Linked DNA regions of Sus scrofa: region 1 is linked to region 2. A link is a contact called in public promoter capture Hi-C data. All regions are on one chromosome and are shown on one strand. The core of a region is the stretch at or near the end of the contact, and the rest is flanking DNA. Distances in the headings are between cores, read along the strand shown.

What was found. Promoter capture Hi-C pulls out the DNA fragments that hold promoters and counts their contacts.
Region 1: a contact with region 2 is called in a promoter capture Hi-C map of liver, with 2.3 times the contacts expected there. The contact joins the promoter of CHCHD1 here to the promoter of MRPS16 in region 2. A contact is called at or near these places in 2 of 5 promoter capture datasets (fetal liver and liver) and 1 of 2 datasets of contacts at active chromatin or transcription factors (alveolar macrophages).

Annotation. Positions count from the first base shown.
Region 1 is chr14:76,505,480-76,511,296 of Sscrofa11.1, reverse strand. It overlaps CHCHD1 (coiled-coil-helix-coiled-coil-helix domain containing 1), which reads right to left and starts at 3,979. Exons shown (of 3, transcript NM_001190155.1): 1 at 3,830-3,979; 2 at 3,588-3,706; 3 at 2,037-2,996. The coding sequence starts at 3,953. The coding sequence ends at 2,883. FUT11 (alpha-(1,3)-fucosyltransferase 11) reads right to left here. Exons shown (of 3, transcript XM_001928248.5): 3 at 5,521-5,817. It overlaps ZSWIM8 (zinc finger SWIM domain-containing protein 8), which reads right to left and starts at 140. Exons shown (of 26, transcript XM_013983348.2): 1 at 1-140.
Region 2 is chr14:76,071,862-76,078,015 of Sscrofa11.1, reverse strand. MRPS16 (28S ribosomal protein S16, mitochondrial) reads left to right here and starts at 3,377. Exons shown (of 4, transcript XR_001301010.1): 1 at 3,377-3,556; 2 at 4,042-4,302; 3 at 5,071-5,593. CFAP70 (cilia- and flagella-associated protein 70) reads left to right here. Exons shown (of 27, transcript XM_013983341.2): 26 at 755-802; 27 at 2,437-2,747. The coding sequence ends at 2,517.

The DNA.
Region 1 (5,817 bases), core at 2,730-5,229, 430 kb before region 2:
ATCTGAACTTCCGGCCGCGCCGGCCACCACCACTTCCGCCCTCGCGCGCTTAGGAACCAGACCGGTACGCTCGGAGATGAAGGACCTTTTTAATTGCTACATTTCCTGCTTTTGATGCTCGAGCCCACCCCCAGATACCGTAAGAGGAAGCCAACCCCCAAAGGTATACGAAACGACTACACATCCCATCAATAACTCGGCGTCCATAATGTCCCCAAGGAATAAACAGCCGCCACGCATGTCGGGAACTGTAGGCTGTCAAGAAACAAACACAGGCACCATTGGGTGGAGTTATTGCCCTAACTCTGGATAGGCCCTGGGGCTGCATCACCTTCTGGGAGTTGTAGTCCAGAAGCCTGCATTCCATAAGACTTTTTATGGAGTCTAATTGGCGAAGCACCAAAAAGAGAAGGCATTTGATTTCAGAAGATGGTTGTACAGTTTGCCAGTGGGGCCTTTGAATCTAGGGGTTGCTGGCCTTTTTTTGTGCCATGGGCCGTTTTGCAGCCTGGTGAAGCTTCTGGATCCCTTTCTCAGATTGTTTATAAATAAAGAGTTACAAAGGAAACCAAACATGTTGAAATACAATTATCAAAATATTAAGTTTGTAACATAGTGCTTCTTTATTTACACATTAAATAAGATACAGCAGCAAGTGTAACAACTACCATAATTTTCAAGTTAGTGATGAATGTAAGTGATACTGAGATATCTTTAACAAATCACAATATATGAAAACACTGTGATTTCATATAGATACTGCTAATAATACTGTGGTTTTGTTTTCCACATTCCTAATTGAAATGCTCAATTTCTGTTGTGGTTAAAGACAAAATTTTTTTCCATGAGGAACTTCTCCACTAATCTAACCAATCAATACAGCAGTAGGCAGCCAATCAGGGGGATACTAAGTGAAACAATCAAAGCTGAGTTGTTGGGTTTCAGAGAGGAACAAAGGATTCTTGGCCACCATTGACCAAAGTAAGTAAAAGTTTGCCCATAAATTCTGGTTTTGTTTGCATAAACAAATCTGGAACAGTTTGGTAAAACCTTTTGGATAATTTTAGAAATAGCTGCAGATTAAAAACAGCAAATTATCCTGCTGTATAGCACAGGGAACTAAATCTAGTCACTTGTGATGGAACATGATGGAGGATAATGTGAAAAAAAAATGTGTGTATATATATGATTGGGTCACTTTACTGTATAGCATAAATTGAAAGAACAATGTAAATCAACTATAATAGAAAAAAGAAAAACCTAAAAAAAGGGAAAAAAAGATGACAAATTGACCTACAAAAAAAAAAAAAAAAAAAGACAAATTTTTTTCCCCCATCTATGTTCATAGACTCTTACTGGGAGTCTACTGACGGATATTAAGTACTTCCAAGACTAATCCAAAATACCTAAGCCCAGAGCTTCTTCCTAAGGCTGACAACCTCAGCCTGCAGAACCCAGCAATTGCCCAGTATCCAGCAAAGGGACATGAGGGCTATAGGAAGAGGTAGCTGCGCGGAGTCAAGGAGGCAAGGCCCATTTTTATCTTAATAACTATCCTACTGGAGCTTTAAAACCCCCACTGACCCCTTTGTGCATTTAATGCTGTAAAGTACATAGAAAAAGTTAACTCAGTTATGATTGAAAGGGCAAAGTATGCAAAAAATACTGTTCAATTGTTCTAATATCAGGAGGTCGCAAAAATGTTGTCAGCAACCAGGTAGTAACATAGAGAGAAGTGAACAGGTGATAAACAAAGAAGATAATTGCCGATTAAGCCTCAGTCTCACCATTTGAGAGTCCTGTGGCTAGATCACTGGAGAATGGAAACTAATGATAATCAGCTCTATTTGATTCTTTATTTCCATGTGGGAAATAAAAGGTTACCAGATTTTTGGATTTTTCTTTGTTTTTTGGCCGCATTTGTGGCATGTGGAAGTTCCTGGGCCAGGGATCGAACACAGAAGGGACCTGACCCACAGCAGTGACAATGCCAGATCCTTAACCCTCTGTCCCACAAGAGAACTCCTGATTTTTTTTTTTTTTTTTTTTTTTTTGCTTTTTAGGGCCACACCATGGCATATGGAGGTTCCCAGGCTAGGGGTTGAATCGGAGCTACAGCTGCCAACCTACAGCACAGCCACAGCAACGCCAGATCCTTAACCCACTGAGCAAGGCCAGGAATCAAACCCACAACCTCATGTTTCCTAGTCAGATTTGTTTCTGCTGCACCACAACAGGAACTCCAAGAACTCCTGATTTTTTTTAAAAAAAGCTAAAAAGCATATTTTTTTGGCCACACCCCCAGCCAAAGTGGATTTTTTATGATACTGAATTTTTGAATGTGGTCTGCTAATTTAAAAACAAACTTTTAATTGTGTGGGCCAAATAAAATACATCTCCAAAACCTCTGGGTCACCAGTTTGTGAACTTCTGATTATCCTGGCAGCACCTTGCAGTGGCTATGCACAGATAGTCAGTGAGTATTTACAGATAATGGCAAAAAAGCTCTTCATATAAACAGACTCCAACATCCTTATGCATCCTTTGCATACAAAGGCAAGGACACTAAGTGGTATAAAGGTTTTTGTCTTGACCCTGGTGCAAATTACAGAGCAAAGACTTTCCAGAGTGTAGGGGAGAACACAGGACTCAACTATAGTGGGAATACCTAATCCACAACAAAAGGCCAAGCTCTCTTCAGGGGATTTTATTTCAACATAAAATATAATTTCCATCCACATAATGATTCCAAAGGGTTAAAAAAAAGTGTTTCGCGTCCTTCCACTCTTCAAAAAGAACGTGTGACAATGCAAATATCTCTAAAAAGCCTCTGCATAGTTCTCAGAAGCTACAGTCCAGTCATTGAAAATGCTTCTCCATTTTCAGCTGACATGAGGTTTGTTAGGAAACCTATGTAACAACTTATTCAATTTCTTGGGGGGTAAACTCCCCAACTCTCCCAGGTTCTCCTGGATTGATCTCATCTTTCGGGCAGCCTGAAAACACAGAACAAAAATTAAAATGACAGCTCTAAAGTTGGCCCTGACCTAAGCTAATAGTTCTCACAACACCCCAAATCACACTGAGAAATTAACCAGCCTGGAGAGCTGCGTCATCTTCTCAGTCCTCTTTCATCAAAAGGACTTGGGAACCATGAATGACTGTATGATCTGAAGCCATCATCCAGCTGGCAATTAAATCTAAGCTGGAAACCAAATAAACTGTCCTTTCCTATCTTTAGTTCACTTGGGAGAATAATGTCTATTTGAGCAGCAATTTAAATTTTACAATGTGGTTTTCCCATTCATTTCTTCACTTAACACTCACAAAATTCTTTAAGGCAGATATGAATATTAACCTCACTGTGCATCTGATAAAGCTAAAAGCAGTAAAACAAATCGCTCAAGATCACGATGCCTTCAAAATTGTAAACTTTCGCACTTTGGCATGAGTCAAGTAGATCCCAAAAACTTTTCTCGCCCTTTTTGAGGGAGAAGAATTTTCTTATCACCAAGCAAGAGGCAGTAAGAACCATACTGTATACCCCATTCTCCTCCCAAGAGGGCACCCCAGGAGCCTCCTGTCACCTCAGCCCTCGAAGCACAATCGAAGAAGTCCTGAATCTCTTTTCTGCACGCTTCGTCGCGGAATTCATTCTGCTTCCAGCAAGCCATCATTACTGACATCTCCGTGATACAGGTCGCCTCTGGTGGAGAACGGGAAGGACCCTCAATCACAAGGAGACCCTTACCTTCCGGCCCTCCCACCCAGCGGCCCCCTGCACTCCTCCGGCTTCCGTTCTAGGGCCTCCACGGCTCCGACTGCTCACCGCCCTTCTCCCGGCGCCGTTCCCCGACATGATTGGCTAGGATGAGGGGCTTGTTGGGCTTCAGTATAGGCCTCCGTGGGTTTCCAAGCCGTGCTAGTCGACCCCGCAGGCTGGGAGTCGCCATTGCAAAGCGAGCTCCCGGCAGGCTCTGCGGCGCCGTGCGTGACCCTGCGTGACCCTACGAGCTTCCTGAAACTAGGAGGCTCCCTTTCCCGCCCAGCATGCACCGCTTTGTTTTCTTGGCGGGGCACCCGCGCTGCTGGGTTCTGACCTGCTTTAATAGAGACCGATGTGCAGGTTGGGAGGAGAATCTTTGGGACTCGTCTGCTGACCTAGGCCACTCTTGTGGGCCCTGAAGTCTTGGGGCAGTACTGGACCGGGAACACCCAGGAAACACTGATAAACGGACTCTAGTTTCGAGTGGTAACCGGCTGGATTAGAAGGTGATTGGAGTTGCCTGGTGGCTCAGTGGGTTAAGGATCCACCTTGCCACTATTATGGTGGGAGTTCGTTCCCCCGGCCCAGGAATTTCCGCCTGCAGCGGGCGCATCACCAAAAAAAAAAAAAAAAAAAAAAAAAAAAAAAAAAAGATTGACCTAAGCAAGGGCAGAGAGGATGGGAGCAAATAAAACTGGGAGACTGAAAAATGCTAAATTGGGAATTATTATTACTATTAAAAAAAAAAAAAAAAAAAGCCCACACCCGGAGCATAGGGAAGTTCCGAGGCCGGGGACTGAATCCGAGCTGCAGCTGCGGCAACACCGGATCCTTTAACTCATTGCTCCAGACCAGGTATCAAACCCGCACCTCCTCAGCTGGCGGGAGCCGCTGCGCCAGGGTCAGAACTCTAGGAATGATTTTAATAAACCTTCAAGAACTGTTGGTTTTGACTACGTTTGGAACCACCCCAGAAGCCGCAAAGAAAAATTAGCCCTCATTTACTTCAGCAGCTACTGTTGTTCAGAAATCGTTTGCTCATTTATATCGATCTCACTGGGTAAGGAAAGGTTTAAGGACTTTTGCATACATTGTTTTACTTAATCCTCTTCCCAATTCTCTGAAGATACTTAGTAGTATCATTCCTATTTATAGACTTTGTCCTTCCTTGTGATGCCTAGCTTTAATCAGACTTGGTTCTGACTCCCCCCCCACCCCCCACCTCCCAAAATGATTTACAAAGACGTACCGCTGATTCTCAAGGCATATATTTATACATGAGCACCATGTAATGGAAGCACAACTTGTACAAACTTGTAGTTCTTAAGATGACTACTTTGGAGAGCAATACTTAATTTGGTTGTGTAAATTTAGTATGCTAAAATCACTTATCACAGATGTCTGGAATCTTTCCATTTATCTCTGCATGGCTGGTTCTTTTTCTTCTGTTGAGTCTCAGTTTGTCAGGACTTCCCTGACTTCCATCCAAACCACTATCAAGCTGTTTTATTTTCTTCACAGCACCTATCATAGTCTGGATTGTCTTGTTCCCTTACTGTTCATTTACAGCCTTACCCCCAACACCCATTTAAAATGTAAGCACCGGAAGAGAATAGACCTTGTCTATCTTGTTCAGTGCTTAATCCCCAGTGCCTAGAGTAGTGCCAGTAAATGCTTGTTAAATGAACAAATGTTTTAAGTATTTTTCCAAGTCTCCAACTTTATCACAGCCAGAAATAAAACCAAGCAAAAGACACTGTTTCAAAAGAAGCCATTTATTATACAAAATGAAACCTGAGACAATAGAAAACAGCAACACCTGGGAATAGTAAGGGCATCAGCCCCAAGTTCCACCCTGACTCCAGCAACACAAATAAAGCTGACTCCTATCAGACACTTCTACCACCAATAACCCCAAGCCTGCTGCTGTACAGAATGCAGGCTGGGTCACAAACTAGCGAAAATTCACATTGCTTGCTTTCTCTGTAGAGAAAGAGAAGCCTTTAGTTGGATAGCTAGGTGGCTATTTCTGGTGCTGCCTTCCCTTGTGG
Region 2 (6,154 bases), core at 2,128-4,627:
GATCCCGCGTTGCTGTGGCTCTGGCGTAGGCCGGTGGCTACAGCTCCGATTAGACCCCTAGCCTGGGAACCTCCATATGCCGCGGGAGCGGCCCAAGAAATGCCAAAAAGACAAAAAAAAAAAAAAAAAAAACCACCCAGGGAGACAATGCTAGATCCTTAGCCCGCTGCACCACAGCGGGAACTCCCAGTATCTGATTTTTCTAATGCATAGAGACAGTATAAATTGCAGTAGTTAAAATCTTGACCTCTGGAGCTAGACTGCATTGTTTTAAAACCTGGCTCCTCCACTTATTAGCTTTATATCCCTGGCAATTTATTTCTCCCCTTTATGCCCAGGTTTCTCTATCTATGAACCATAGTGGCATTTAAATATATAATATCAATATAAATAATCATGGTATGTATGGAAATAAAGCATTTAAAATACAGACAATTATAAATGTAAACCAAAAAGCAAGCACTGTGTGTTGGCTTTTATTAACAGAATAGCTTCAATCCTTAGAGGAACAAATGACTCATTATATTTTCAGGGAAAAAAATGAGAGGCCATTGAAATGAAGGAGGTGTGTGTGTGTGTGTGTGTGTGTGTGTGTGTGTGTGTGTGTGTATTAGAATATCTGCTTTTTGAATTAAGAGGTTCTTAACTAAGAAGCTGTGGAATCCTCTGCTTTTGGTAGAAATGCTGGCAATATACTTTCCCATAATAATGTTTATGATATGTCATCATCACTAGCTGGTGCTCTTTTTTTCAGGCTGGACGGCAGCTGGAAGCTGAGCAGGCCTACAAGTACACAATGAAGGTATGATGCAAATAACTCTGCTGTTTGTACTGTACTGAGGCTGGGAAAATGGGAGAAAGGTGCTGGCTTAATCAGGGCTTTATAGCATTTCACAATGAGAATATCTTTCAAGAGTTTTTTCTTATCTTTGCCATTATCATGGGGCTGCTGGGTTTGGAATAATAATCCATATATATTACCATAGGGGATCTTTTGTTAACTTCCTTGAGCCTCATATTCCTCACAAATCAAATTCAGGTGTTGGTCTAGTCCAGGGGTCAGCAAAGTTTTTCTGTAAAGGGCAAAATAGGAAATATTTTAGACTTTGTGGCTACATAGTCTCTATTGTAACTATTATACTCTGTCCTTGTAGTGCAAAAACAGCCATAGGCAATACACAAACAAATGAGCATGGCTGTGTTTCAGATAAAACTTTACTTACAGAAAGAGGCAGCAGGCTGGATTTGGCTCATGAGCCATCATTTGCCAACTCCTGGTCTAGTTTATCAGTTGTGATTGCAAGTAATTTGAACAAAGTGGGGAAAGAACAAAGGGGTGATGCTAACTATTTCACCTACTTTTAAAGAGACATGGCTTTTACATTTCTTGTAAAAATTTGGCCAAAATTGAAATTCCCCTCGCTCCAAGGAAAGCAGGAAATGTGGCTTTTTAGCTGGCTACATTGCTTCCCTGAAAATGAAGATTTTGTTAGTAAAAGAATGTTTTCAGTAGGCAACAAATGTGTCTACTACACATTTAGATTTTAAAATTAAACTTAGATCTAATGTCTTTGATTTCTTTCTCTCATTTGCCATATGGGAATATTACACATTGGTCAAGATATGGGTGATATGGTGAACTCTTTTTTTTTTTTCCTTCTTTTTAGGGGCACACCTTCGGCATGTGGAAGTTCCCAGGCTAGGGGTTGAAATGGAGCTGCAGCTGCCAGCCTACACCAGAGCCACAGCAATACCAGATCCAAGCTGCGTCTGTGACCTACAGCACAGCTTGTGGAAACACTGAATCTTTAACCCACTGAGCGAGGCCAGGGATTGAACCCACGTCCTTATGGATACTAGTGGGGTTCTAAACGTGCTGAGGCACAGTAGAAACTCCTTTAAAAATAAACATTATTTTACAAAAAAAAAAAAAATGCCCAGGTTGTGAGTGTTCACGTTATGAATTTTCAAAACGTGAACACATCCATGTAAGCAGCATACTGTTCTGAGTTCCTTTTTTTTTTTTTTTTTGTCTTTTTGCTATTTCTTGGGCCGCTCCCGCGGCATATGGAGGTTCCCAGGCTAGGGATCCAATCAGAGCTGTAGCCGCCAGCCTACGCCAGAGCCACAGCAACGCAGGATCCGAGCCGCGTCTGCAACCTACACCACAGCTCACAGCAACGCCGGATCGTTAACCCACTGAGCAAGGGCAGGGACTGAACCCGCAACCTCATGGTTCCTAGTCGGATTCGTTAACCACTGCGCCATGACGGGAACTCCCTGAGTTCTTTTTAATGGAGTTGCCATGAAACAGAGAATATAAGAAGAGTCAATTCCACCCCAAGGATGGAATTTAGCTGTGGCTCTGAAAATAAGAGGTCTCTACATAGGTATATCAGGCATGACCTATGTCCTTCCTATCCTCCTCTCATGCAGCTGAAATTGAAAGATGAGAATCTGCTTGCAGAGATCCACACAGTACAGGAGACAGTTGGCTTTGGAAATCCATCTTTCTGACATCTTCCACCTGAAGAATTTTCTGTATGGGATGCTAAGCTCCTTTCCTTCTCAGAGAAATTAAATCCTGGATGTTTCACCATATGAGGGCTGTGGATGAGTTAAAAAAAGATCTTCAACATAAATTGAAACTCATTCATGTATTTCCATTGGGTATCATACTGGATGGCTATGTTACTGGAAGTTTTACTGGTTGACAGTAAACCGGGTGGCAATAAAAATCTAAATAAGAGGTTTTGAATTCTATGTGGTTCTGGAATTAAGGTACACTGAAGTCATTTAAGAATTATATATTTTTAATAGATGCAAACTATTGCATTTGGAGTGGATAAGCAATGAGATCCTGCTTGTATAGCACAGGAAACTATATCTAGTCACTTGTGATGGAACATGATGGAGGATAATGCAAGAAGAATATATAGGTACGACTGGGTACCTTGCTGTACAGTAGAAATTGACAGAACACTGTAAGCCGACTATAATGGAAAAAATAAACACCATAAAAAATAAAAAGAATTATATATATATATTTTACATATAATTCCCCCACACCAGACCGTCAGCTTCCTTGGGGCAGGAACAGCACCCTTTCATCTTTGAGATCTCAGCACTGCACCTTGGCCCTAACGTGCTCAAAAGAAAGTTTGCTGGCAGGATGGATTTGTAGAGCAGTTTAGCACCTCTCAGCCGCTCTCGGTATTCTCCCCATATTCCTCCCTCCAGCAGGGACCCACAGCCAGAGGGAGCCGGGCGCTCGCACAGGGTTTGGCTGCCCCTTTCCGGAGGCAGTAAAGGCGCGTTGAGTTCTGCGTGCGGCGTTACCGGCACCATAGAGGCAAAAAGCGGAAGAGGCGGGGCAAATGGGCCATTCGCTTCCGGCACCGGGGAGCCAGGCTGGGGTCGCTGAGGGGTGAGGTCGGGGCTTCGGGGGCATTGACCTTTCCTGTCTGTCCGCCGTGCAGTCCTTGACCGTAGAGCCGATCGGCCGGAACTGGCGCACAGGCCCCGGCGCCCTCTGGCTGCGCCATGGTCCAGCTCAGTGAGTGGATAGGGGCCCCGGGAGACCTTCTGGGCGGTGGAGCGGGTAGGAGGCATGGGGGATAGCGTGAAGCTGCGCTCTCCTGGGCTAGTTGGAGGCAAGCCAGCCTGAAACAAACTGCCACACGTTTGATCCTCCCCTTTGTGTGAGTGTGTGTGTGTGTGTGTGTGTGTTTAAATTTTTGCGGAAACTCTGTGAAATAAATGGTTTTCATCATATATTTGAGGCAGCTGGGCTCCGACATGGTACAGAGCCAGTAAATGGCAGACCTGTGGTGAGTGCACTAGAGGGTGAGGAGGAAGGTCCTTTCTAGCTGGAGCGCATGAGAGGAGTTTGACAAAAAGAAAAAAAGGTATCTCGACAGATTGACAAGAGTTGGTTGGAAATAAGGACATTTCAGTAGAGGAAGGGAGTTGTTTCATCTGCCTCATTTAGTCCATTTTGTGCCCTCAGTTCTTGTGTCTTAACTGCTTATTTCTCCACAGCTACTGTTCTGTGCAGGGCCTACCGTGGAGGCCATTTAACCATCCGCCTTGCCCTGGGTGGCTGTACCAACCGGCCTTTCTACCGCATCGTGGCTGCTCACAGCAAGTGTCCCAGGGATGGCCGTTTTGTAGAGCAGCTGGGCTCCTATGATCCGCTGCCCAACAGTCATGGAGAGAAACTCGTAGCTCTCAACTTCGACCGGATCAGACATTGGATTGGCTGTGGGGCCCACCTCTCTAAGCCTGTGGAAAAGCTCCTGGGTAACTAACTCTGTACTAGTCTTACCTCTGAGAGGATTTTAAAATGAAGTCAATTCCAAAATCATGGGAACTCAGAACGATTTTCATTATCTCCAGGCTAATGAGGATTGGCGTGAGAACTGAAATTGATTAATTGCCGTTTAGAACCTGGAGACCCCTTTTGTGGACTCCTTTTGTGAAACTTTATGGGTGACTGAGATTTTTATGCTAAAAATTGGGAATGGTGTATCTTGAATGGATCTCTGTCAGTTGATTTTTTTATCAAGTAAGGAGAATAGTGTTAGGAAGTAGACAGTATCCATTGTCTTTTTTTTTTTTTTTTTTTTTTTTTGTCTTTTTGCTTTTTTGAGGGCTGCTCTCGTGGCATATGGAGGTTCCCAGGCTAGGGGTCTAATCGGAGCTGTAGCGCCGGCCTACGCCAGAGCCACAGCAACTTGGGATCCAAGCGGTGTCTGTGATCTACACCACAGCTCATGGCAATGCCGGATTCTTAACCGACTGAGCAAGGCCAGGGATTGAACCTGCAACCTCATGGTTCCTAGTCGGATTCGTTAACCACTGCGCCGCGACGAGAACTCCTATCCATTGTCTTCTTGCAGTAAATGGGAAGAAGGGAGTTGGGGGGAAGAGGTAAAACATTTTGGCAAGTGAAGAGCTTGTTTTGAATCTATGCTCTTCAGTTTGTTAGGCTTCAGTTCAGTGAGGCTGAGTTTCCAGGGAAACATTAACTTGTATTGTTATAATGAATGAAAATCCTGTTACTTTTAGGTCTTTCTGGCTTTTACCCTCTGCATCCCATGATGATCACAAATGCTGAGAGACTGCGACGGAAACGGGCACGAGAAGTCCTCTTAGCGTCTCAGAAAACAGATACAGAGGCTACAGAAACAAAAGCGAGCTGACTTAAATGAGTGTAGCAGTGGAAATAAGTTTAAGTCCAATTAAAACATTTGTGCAGAACTCTTAGTTTTATTAGACTTAGAGGTTAATAAATGTAGTTTTTAAAGTCACCCATGCTTTTCTGGCCTGAACAGGGCTCAGGGAAGGTTTGTTCTTGATTGACGTAAAGCTGGTATAGGTACTAATTAGCTTTTTCAGCCTTCATCTGGGGAAAATAGTGGTTGTGGGGTGGGTTGGATTCTGCCTCTATTGGACAACTTTTTAGCCTGCTGCCTTCCAAGACTTCCCTGTTTCAAAGCTGCCAACCAGAATGTTCATGGCCTATCCAAGTAATTCTTCCTGTAATCATTTGCGATCATCCCACCAACTCAAGAACACAGTTACTTCCAAGGTAGGTTTGTTATGAGCTTTTAGGCTACTTTTTAAGAATGAATAGCTGAAAGAAAGATAATGTTGTAAAGTACCTACATACATTCTAGGCCTTTTCCATGCAAGATTATTTTTGAGAATTACAAGGTATCATGAAGTTAGGTAGGGTTATCTCCAATTTATAGGTGGGGAAGCTGAGGTTTGGAAGAAGGCCACATAGTTTTAATAATGGGCAGAGCTAAGAGTCAACCCTCAGTGTGCCTACCTGGAGTCCTTTTCCAACATGTTATATTGTCAGTGGTGGAGGAATTGAGCAAAAATGAGGGGCTTTACAAAAGTCCACTTAAAAAGTCAGTGATAGAATCAGGTTTAGGTATCATGATTTGGTAATGTAAATGACTAGTTGTGCCAAAAACAAAAAAAAAAGAAAACAAACCCCAAATACATTATCTGTTCCACCAGAACTGTAGCAAGGATTATATTCTGTGTAAGATTAAAATATAGAAGATTTATAGAGGAGATTCTCAAGCTCTATCAGTGTACCGACTTATTTTATTCTCTGGGCTTTATATTCTGTGAATAG